2 separate regions of the Mus musculus genome follow, and region 1 is linked to region 2. The links are chromatin contacts, called in public Hi-C maps. All regions are on one chromosome and are shown on one strand. The core of a region is the stretch at or near the end of the contact, and the rest is flanking DNA. Distances in the headings are between cores, read along the strand shown.

The links. A called contact is a pair of places that touch in the nucleus more often than the background predicts.
Region 1: a Hi-C map of cerebral cortex shows a contact between it and region 2, with 2.6 times the contacts expected there. The contact joins the enhancer-like site here to the promoter of Scn2a in region 2. A contact is called at or near these places in 11 of 39 promoter capture datasets (cranial neural crest, embryonic stem cells, frontonasal cranial neural crest and 7 more), 11 of 484 Hi-C or Micro-C datasets (the AtT-20 cell line, LSK cells, the N1E-115 cell line and 3 more), 1 of 115 datasets of contacts at active chromatin or transcription factors (astrocytes) and 1 of 9 other capture datasets (embryonic stem cells).

Annotation. Positions count from the first base shown.
Region 1 is chr2:66,031,444-66,036,629 of GRCm38.p6, reverse strand. It overlaps Csrnp3 (cysteine-serine-rich nuclear protein 3), which reads right to left. Exons shown (of 7, transcript NM_153409.5): 7 at 5,084-5,186. Among named protein-coding and RNA genes, the nearest start is that of Galnt3, 91 kb to the left of the region's middle. Within about 2 kb of position 1,524, at least 9 of the 459 cell types and tissues checked have an H3K27ac peak or open chromatin away from gene starts, as enhancers often do. A contact at or near this core is called in cerebral cortex, where this site is marked.
Region 2 is chr2:65,616,699-65,622,193 of GRCm38.p6, reverse strand. It overlaps Scn2a (sodium channel, voltage-gated, type II, alpha), which reads right to left and starts at 1,425. Exons shown (of 27, transcript NM_001346679.2): 1 at 1,179-1,425.

The DNA.
Region 1 (5,186 bases), core at 275-2,774, 410 kb before region 2:
ACATGCAGTCTGGAAGAAAGGAGATAAAGACTTTTATTTTGGACCGTCATACCAGTATAATCTCTGGGATTCTGGTGATGTGGGAGGATCATACCATATCTCCCACCATTCACAAAATACACAGGATTAGGGGAGCCTCTTTAAATTTTCTACTCAGCATGTTCCACATCCAGGGATACTGCTCTGACCAGCCAACGTGAAGGGTGACAGCTTCACAGAGAACAGAAAATAGGAAAGGTCTTTTGCTGGTACTTAGTATAATATTGCCAGCCCCAAGGTTGGGAACCAGTGTGTGTTGTATTCAATGTAGTAGTGATGGGAGAGGAATTTATGGGTAAGTATAGCAGATGCTAGAGGGAGGACCATGACAAAGCCCCTGAGATCAAGGTGGTACCAGTTGCAGCAGCAATGTGGTGCTCAGCCTTACTTGCCAACTTATGGGAACTGGAATTAGCATGAGAACGAACTTCTTGGCATGTCTGTGGGGGAAGTTCCTAGATGTGGTTAACTTCGGGAGACAAACCCACCTTAAACTTGAACATACAGCACGGTCCCACAGTTTGAGGTCCCAGGTTTGAATAAAAGTAGATGGGGGAGGAACTAAGCAATGCTATTCACTTTTCCTTGCTTCCTGGCTTCAGGTACAATGCTACCAGGCATCTCACACTCCTACCATGCTTCCCTGCCATGATGGATCATATCATGTTTTTAATCTAAAGGAAATCCTTCTTTCCCATAATTTTCTTTTGCCAAATTATCTTTGTCACATCAATGGGAAAAGTAAGATATGGGTAGGTATCTTTTGAAAAAAAAAAAAACACTCTTGACAAATTACTAGAGCATCATGGAGACTAAATTCGAGACTGTGCCTGTGAAACCATGTCTTATGACAGAGTCAAAGGAAGACACAGCTGGCTAGATGGCTCAGCAGGTAAAGGGACTTGTGACCAAGCCCAACAACCTGACTTCAATTTCTGGGTCTCACTTGCTAGAAGCAAAGAGGCATTTCACTCAGGTTCTTTTCTGACCTCTACATCATCTGTGATGACCACCTATGTGTGCATTTACACTAGTTTGTGGATGGGCATGGCGGGGTGTGACCATACAGAGTAATTACATTTACATCATCTGTCAGCTACTACCAGGGAGCACACTCTGTAGTAGATGAACCACTCCCTGGGCCTGTGGCATCCAATAGAGCATCTACTAGCCACATGTGATGACTCTAGGCTGAAATATATCTAAGTATCAAACACACGCTGGATTCCCAAATAGTAACATGGGTGTGAAACATTCCTAGTTATTGTATATCGATCACACATTCAAAATACATATTAGTTTAGATAAAATGTTGCCAACACTGATTTCCTTTCTAAATGTGTCTATGAGAAAATGTACATGCGCATGTAGTTCATCCTTGTGGCTCGTATCACATCTGTTTTGGCTAGCACTGATATGGGCTGATCCTCTTGGCTAGCTGACAGCAGCTGGCCCTGATCCTAGGCTTCCCCAGTGTTGCCATGGCAGGCTCAGGGATTGGGTGTCAGGGAGACGTGGAGATGCTGCCTGGCCTGTGAGTTCGACCTACTCTCACCAGGGAGGATAAAACTCCAGCTGCTGCCAACTGTACAGATTTCAGGCACAGAGGTCGATCCCGAGGTCCTGGGATGCTACTGTTCTGAAGTCTAATGAGATAACTCAGTGGCCATGGATCACAGTGGACTTTTATAACCTAGAAGGATCAAAAATATTTGGGATTTGTTTTTAAATAATAGAAAAGTAGGCTAAGAATGAATTTGTCTTTCTTGCCTGTGGGGACTCAGAGCCATGCTGATCTTCTGATATGGGAGCCCACACAGCTTCAGATCAGAACAGAGCAAACCCCCAGAAAAGGATGTGTGAACAGAACGTATTGTCCTGAGAACCTGCAGTTCTACTACATGCTTCAAAGATATTGAACTTATGTGTGTAGACAGGCCTATTGACAGTGCAGTTGAGATGCAAATTTGGCAGCAACTCTCTGCAAGAATGAAGTACTATTTATGCTCCAAATGTAGTACATGCACCTCGGTAAGGTGATGCAGCCTGCCTTCCATTCATGCATTCAACCAAGCATGGATAGAAAACTCTTTGAAAACATGATTTCTGTGATCCAAATCTAGAGTTCTGTTCATTGTTTTTTAAGCAATATTGTGTTACCATTTGCACCATATTTACATTGTATTGCGTATGAAAAGTAACCTGGGGATGCTGTATGACCCATGGGAACATGCACATGGGTTTAGGCAATACCACTCCTTCATTACATGTAAGACACTTGAGCATCATACTGCTTTTAAATCCATGGGGATCCTGGAAGAGCTCCCCTACAGATACTGAGGGGCAGACATGTGTCTTATGAAGAACTCTGTGCAGAACCCCAAATGAAGCAAGAGCGATTTCCTTAGCAGAACTCACTGAAAAGCAAATGTGTTCTCCAATTTAGCAAGTTCTGCAAGACTAATGGGCCCAGTTCTTAAAGGGTACACTTTCCCCAAGGACCAAGTGGCTTATAGAAGGATCTAAGCAATTTAGATAAGATGGGCAGTTACGACTTGGGTGGAGGTACTTGACCTGCTCTTATACATGGGAGCAGGAAAGCAGTTCACACTGGGTGTGGGCTATGTCACCTGTAGGCCATCGTTAGGGCTTTGGGAAGTGGGTGCTGAAGACAGGAGAGGTAATTAACAATGAAAGATGTGGAAGAATATCAGTTATGGTTGTAGGAACAACCATAGTAGCAAGGGCTGTAGTTTATGTGAACCCTGATCTTTTAAGTGTCCCTTAGAAAAAGAGAAATGGAGATTCCTGGGGGGGGGGGGAGTTGTTCTTTCAGATTTAGGATCTGGGGAACACATGGCAAGACACAAGGCTGGGGTGCAGTTTAAGATTCCCAACAAGCAAGACTCTGTCCCAGCTTCAGCGGCTGCTGTTCACAAGCTCTTGAGCTTTCTGCTGCTTGCAGGTTTGTCTTCCACAGTGGAGTGCCAGAGTCCCTTTCTTTCAGTAGTGTGACATTCAGTGACCAGTTGTGATGTGACTAGAAAGGCCTGGCCACTTTAGGGTACCAAGGGAGAACTCCAAGGAGCATTTTTCCCCCCAACACACCCACCTCCCAATACATAACACACACACACACACACACACACACACACACACACACACACACCATGTTTACCTGGCTGGTATTTGTTAGGCTCACATTGAAAGCTGGCATCTGCCTTTTTTCTGGCAGAACTTCCTCCTTTTTGATCTCTAACAAAAATACTGCACTAAAATTCAGTTTCAAATCCTTGCCTCCCCACCCTGGTATTGCTCACGTGTTCAAAGGAAAACCTTTGGTGTCTACCCTTGCCTGCATCTTGCTTGAGACAGATGGGGTCTTTTTCCTTCTGCTGCTGAATACATCAGGTAGCTGGCCTGCAGGCTTCTAGGGGAACTCTCTCATCTTTGCCTCCCATCTCATGTAGGATTGCAGATGGATGCTACTGAATCTGGCTTTATATGCCTTCTGGGGACCACATTCAGGTCTTCACACTGTGGGGCAAGTGTTTAGCCACTGAGCCAACATGCCAGATCTGAAATGATCCCCTCCTAACAGAGTCCTATACCTCACACAGAAGACACATACACAGAATTTAAAAACAAAACAAACCAAACAAACAAACAAATGCTCTTCCCAAAGATTGACTGGTCTTTCTTGTTTGTTTGTTGTTTAATGAGTAGACGGTGGTTTGAACTATTCTGTCTGTGGGAGTGTGGAAGTGACATGTTGGACACAAGAGGTAACATGGATACAGGGTAACAGGAGATATTGAAGCTCTCTATTTTGGGGGTTGAGGATGTAGGAGAGGCAAACAGACAGTCTGATGAACAAAACAGTTGAGAAGAATTAGTAGTATCTAGATTTCAGAACATCTTGTAAGGCATTCCAAAGAAGATCAGTTTCATTTGATTGTCAGGAAGAATGGAAGCTATTTAAGTAGCATGATCAAACCGGAGTTAGAGTACCATCAAACAAGTTCATAGCAGTGAACTCTCAAAACTATAGATGTGGTATTCTCAGATTAAGAAACCTGACTGGAGGCAATGCCCTGAACTTGACAGGAGTTTGGCAATGAGGTCATGCTTTGCTCTGTTTCCCTAAGATTGCTTTATCGTGAGCCATCAGCTTTCACCAGATAGGCATATATAAGAACCTGCTGTGCGCATGTTTTCAACGTCATATCACCACCATTTCAACTTTAAAAAATAAAAATTAAAAAGGATTACACGATGAAATTAAAAGACACCCTTTAGTTACAAGACAGTGCGTTCTGTTCTTTTTTGTTGTTGCTGTAGTTTTGTTTTTCCTAAAAACACCCTCCAAAATTTAATATACAATGAGTTCCCTTTGGTCTTCCTGTTTACACATCATTACTTGACGAATGGGTTGAGAAGCTGAGAAAGCAAAGTGCTGTAAGCATCTACACTCTGGGATCAATTATAATAAAGTTAACACATCTTTGAAATGATAATGTAATGAGCCACTTTGTAGAAATTGCCTTCTCCTACAGCTTTTTAAGAACTCTGTCTGTGACACTGGAGGGAGGTGTGTACGTGTGCATGGGCGTGTGTGTGTATGTGTGTGTGTGTGTGTGTGTGTGTGTGTGTGTGTGTGTGTGTGTGTGTGCCAGAAGCGAGCCTTCATTGTTGTTCTTCAGGAACCATTCCCTTGTTTACATTTACGCACTGTTTAAATGAGATGATCTCTGGAATGTTAGCTTGGCGGACAGTGAGCCCCAGAACTCTGCTTGTCTCTGCTTTGGCAGGGTTGAGAACTGCACGTGCATGGACCACTCCTGCTTCTTTTTTGTGGGTTCTGGGGACCAAAGTCAGATCCTTTTGCTTGGAGGACGTGTATTTTACCAACAGAGCTCTCTGCCCAGTGCCTGAAGGAGGTTTTCTAAAAGGCCTAAGAGTGTGAAGGAAGGCAGAAGACATCAAAGCTCCGGACACAAGAACATCGGTCTTACACAAACAACAATAAAAACGCAATAACAGCTACAACTTAGAAACCAGTTTTACTCTGTTGCAAACAAATGGACAAGCTATTGTACAATATATAATAAAAAGTACAGCACAATACAAGTGCCACTAATAAACTT
Region 2 (5,495 bases), core at 176-2,675:
ATATTCAAATAATATTTTTTCAGTATTCCTAAACATCCCGAAAACTCACAGATTTCACAACCTCAAACATAGCATAACTACCTTTTTATAGGAAAATGATGACTGAGATAGAAACATCTCAAATGCATGCACCCTCACTGCCTGCCTCCTACACCACACACACACACACACACACACACACACACACACACACACACACGTCTTTCAACAAGAGAGAGTGAAGCAGTTAACAATCTTGTAAAAATATTCCTATTTTTTTAATTTATTCAAATCAATCCAAATGTTGAGCCAAATGGCAACCAATGGCTTTTGTATACGACATTTCTATATTTCATTTTCTGCTTCTACTGATAATCATAAAGAAAGTCTTTAATCATAGGAACCAGGATAAAAAGGAAGGTTGTTACCATTTCCACCTCCTGAGTCATTCTACTCTTTAGCTAACATCACGTGACCTAAAATTGTTTAAAATGTGAACACTTTTCACAATGGAACTATTCTAAATGCCCACTGTCTTTTTTTTTTCACAGATAAGGATAATCCATTTTCCCCCAGCAATTAATTAGTTTCCACTGTTCTCCTCCTAAGGGGGGAGGGGGGAGTCCAGTGCTGTCACTCGGAATCTATTAAACACATTACATCAATCTTCACTCGTGGGCTAGCAGTGACTTGCATACCGTTCTAAAAGGTTAAAACAAAAACATAAAGAATCCCAACATCCTAGCAGCAGCAATTGTTCAAAAGGCCTTGGGCTCAGGATGCTGAGGTAGCTCTAAAACTGTGCCCAGGATGCTCAGCCGTGGGCTCTGGCAGAGCCACTGCCATGTTAGTCTGCTTCATTACATCTCTATGATTTGTTCAACGCATTAAACATCAGTATTTCCCTTGTGAGAAGAAGGCCCATCCCTCACTCTGCAAGCTTTATCTTTTGATGTTAAACAAATACAGCCACAGAAATGAAAGGCTAAGAAGCCGAAGAAAACATTGAAAATACAACATGGCACAGCCAGTGATCATTTTAGCATAGGAAGGTTTTTAAACGCAGAACAGCCAGAATTAGAGCATTTGAGCCTTTGAGTTCTGCATACAACATTACAAAGCACATCTTATTTTAAATGCCATCATTTGGCAGAATCGTGATTCACTGATGCAACAAAAATAGAATCATGCTTGCTTACCTGAAATAAAGGGAATGGTACTCATAGCACAGAATCCATGTGCGTGTTGAATATAACCAGTCTCCAACGCAGGTTTCTAGAATTCAGCCTACAGCAGAAAGTAAAATCTCACATGTGCGATAATAATATCCTTACTAAAGAGAAAAAGCCAAGACAGGGCGATCACTGCATCCTCTCTGCTTCTGCCTTAGCTTTCTGTTCTGACACTCAGTCACTCGATGGTACCCACTGTCAGAAAACAGCATGCTAAATTAAAATAAATAAATAAATAAATAAATAAATGTAGGAGAGGAGCGTCTTGCATGACAGCTCCATCTCCTGGCCACAAGTGGAATCGCTGTAATTTCAAGTTCCTTTGGCAAAGCAACATTCAACACATAAGATTAAATGGTGTATAGTTCAGAATTCTAATGTACTCTAATTCAACTATTCTAGTTAGTTACAAATTGAACACTAAAATGTCATTATACTTTGTGGTTTTTTAAAATGTAGTTTAACATTTGGAGTTTGATTTATTTTTATTATGTTTAAATGAAATCTGAGTTTTCAGAACATTATGGAAAAGAGCTATATGAAACTAATTGTAATTATTAATCATGTCATTATTGGTTATCTTTTTGTGAGGAAGTATATTGTCTTAAGAGATAAGCTTGTTGTTAACAGAATGATGGATTTATGAAAAGACAAAAACCTCGGTCAATCAAACTTTCTGAAACATCTCGAACCATATAGGCAATCTGAAATGTGATAATTGTTCTATACCATAGTCTGAAGCAAGGCCTCATTGGGAGGGTAGGAGCAGAATTCAAAGTTCCCCACTTGTTAAGTAAGTTAGAAAACCAAAGTTTTGCTGAGTATATGACCTGTTCAATACATATTAGTTTATGTACTTATTTTTTTCGTGCTTAATTTTCTACAATTGTTTATGAAGTTCTGAGTCACAAACTACTTGAAATTTAAAAAGTCTATCTGCTGTCTTTTTCTCAAAACCAACTTCATCAAACAGGGTCAAGTACCAATTCAGAGATTCTGGTGCTGTCCGTGGTGCTGAAAGCCAATTACACGCTCTCTTGCAGTGTTCCAAGATTTTCTGCCAGCTGACATAAAATCTTGGTAAAATACGATTTAAAAAAATAATAATGATCGTTTCATTATTAGAAAGATTGCTCAGAGGTTAAGATCATTCACTGCTCTTGCAGAGGACCTCCACATTAAAACCAAAATCTAGGCATGTGCCCAGAATTGTGCTCATACCCCTGCCCTCACTGAATCTATTCTTGTTTCTTTACAGTCACTTCAATTTGCTCACTTTTATAAGCCTGGATCCTTAACACGTACCTGAAACACGAATTATTCCCAGATAATGAATGGATGACTGTCCTAGAAAAATAGCTTGTGCATTACTTTTGTATTTTCATTGTACATATACTTGTATTTTTGTGCTTTAATTCCTATGTTTCCTTTAATATGCATGCCCGTCATAAAGCATAAAAGTCAATGAAGTAAATAGCATGCATTTTCATTAAGCTATCTAAAATATGTTTTGATCTCTCTCTCTCTCTCTCTCACACACACACACACACACACACACACACACACACACACACACACACTTGGACATACTGAGACTATATGTTGAATTTATTGGTTAAACAATGTCTGCCTTGAAACTAGAGCTCTACACTCTTAGGTTGTTTTCAGCAAGGGAGAGGGAGGCAGAGGGGGAGCACACTATGAGGCAACTCTTACAACTTTATTTTTATGTAAAAACCTTTAGTCTCATCTAGAATGTTTTTATCTATTTTAAGAAAATAGGCAAAACATCAACATTGCTTCCTGCACCAGATATTTGTATATTTATGCAGAAAATGTGTACATATACAGTATTTATAAGCACAGCACACTTCCAAAATCAGGCAGAGTTAGATTCACCTTGCTAGCAGCAACAAACCTGTGATGATCTCTCAGTGTAATGTCCCTCTTCTGTTGCTTTGCTTTAAGAATAAAATCCAAATACTTACTTTAATATCTTTGTTTTCAAAATTATTTTAATTTTAGCAGGAAAAGTAGTCACATTTTACTTCAAGTAAATTTTTACTCTTGGTAAGGACATGCTTTTTTTATTTTTATTTTTGCCAATTCTCCCTTACCTAACCATGCCGGTCCTCAGATAGAGAAAGTAATGAAACTTGAAGTCTTGTTTATACCAACGGTGTTTTTTTTTCCTTGCCTCAGTTTTCACATGCAAAATAGATGCATTAAGGAGATAAAAATGAATGCAAAAATTCTAAACTGTAATTTAATTTATACAGTTTTATCCAACTGTATAAACTAAAAATAAAAGTCTGCTAATATCCTTTCAATACTTCCTTGCCAACTCAGGACAGATCGAAAACATTAATTCCATGTCTAATGTCTAATGCTTGTCCTGTGGTGCTATCATTAGAACATTGCAGACTTTCACAATACAGGAAGGAAATATTTTTTTATGATTTTTTTTTGGCCTCTGTGCATCTATGCACAGGTATGTACACATGAATGCAGTGCCCTGAGAGGTAAGAAAAGGGCATCTGGTACCACAGAGCTGGAGTTACAGGAGGTTGCACGCCGCCTGATGTGGGTGTTGGGGATCACAAGGTAGGAACCTGAAGGCAGGAACTGAAGCAGAGACCACAGAACACTGCTTTTTGGCCTGCTCTCAGAACATGCTCAGCCTGTGCTCTTAAATGTTCTTATACAACCCAGGACCACCTGCCTAGGGATGGAAATTCCCACATGTGCTGGCCCCTCCCACATTAGCCATTAGTCATGAAAATACCCCCACAGACGTGCCCGTAGGCCAGTCTGATAGAGGCAGATCTGTAAATGAGAGTTTTTCCTTTCAAGGGACTTCGGTTTGTCAACACAGCATGTTATGCATGGAGAGATGAAGAGAAACAAGACAAAACAAACAAAAAATGGGGCAAAAACTGGGCTGGCAAGACCTTCTAATTCTCATAAACAAATTTTGACAAGCAGCTTTTCCAATCTTACCAAGGGAAATATTAAAGCATAAATTTTATTTCATGTTTTTGATGGGGCAAGGGACTAAGTAAGCACTTTGCACAAATCATCTCATTACATTCCAAAGAGGTCTGTGATATTAGTTTTATTTCAACTATTTTCTCTTTTAAAGATTAATAAAAAGGGGGCTAGAAAATGCCACATGCTAAATTTAACTCAGACTCTAGTCTTCGGCTCTTGAGATCTTCCTGGGAAGTTCTTGAGAAGGAGATGCAAACTGAGGGAGGGATTCTGTTGACCTTTACAGCGTTTTGTCTCTACCTAAGTTATTCATCACTTTTGTGAGTCAGTATGGTTAGATGGGAATGGAAGGTTCTCTTTGGGAGTCTCTCTCTTCCTCCCTCCCTCCCTCCCTCCCTCCCTCCCTCCCTCCCTCCCTCCTTCCCTCTCCCCATTTTTTTAATTTGACAAAGAACAGACAGGATTAGTACACCCAGAAACTCCAGTGACTTCTGCCCCTGTGGCCACACCTCCACACAGTGGCCCTGTTCTTGAGAGAGCCAGGACATCAACACCTGTGCAGCCACCTGACAGCACACAGGGCTTAACGGAGATGGGAGCCTTTGGTTGCTGCTGTGACATGGGAGCAAGAAATATGGACTACCCAGTCCCCTGGCCTGGGCAGAATGGGAAAGTGGGACCCACACCTCTCCTGGGCAGTGTGGTAGAACTGGCCCTGGTGTTGTGGTTGCTGGAAAGGTGGCCCAGACGGCATGATCTGGGGAGAGCTAGAGGGCTGACCATCTCAGCTACCACCCAAGCAAAGGTTTGGGGTTTTGAGTTGGCCCACCCCAACTTCTATCCCTCCCATGAACTGCTGGAGCATCTGAAGTGTCAGGTCCTGCAGATCCAAAGCTGCAGCATCTCCATGGCACAGGTCAATAACAGGATATTCAAAAGTAGCTCAGGTCAGGATCCAGTATTAATAAAGCAAAGGTCTTGAACCAGATGAATGACATTTGCAAGCAAAGATGTTTGGACAAAAGGTTATACTGTGCGACACACACTGTGACACACCACAGCTTCCACAGAGAGACCGTTTTGTTGTTTGATTTTTGTTTGTTTGTTTTTTCCATTTTGTTTTAATTTATCTATTTTTATTTTGGGGTGTAGTGTTTTGGGGGGAGGTTGCAAGGGCAGAGGGTGGAGATGGTGGATGGGTAGATGAGTGGAATTGGGGTATATAATGTGAAATTCACAAAGAATCAATAAAAGGGGTGTGTCTCTCTTTGCTGTGGCATTTAAGAACAGGTT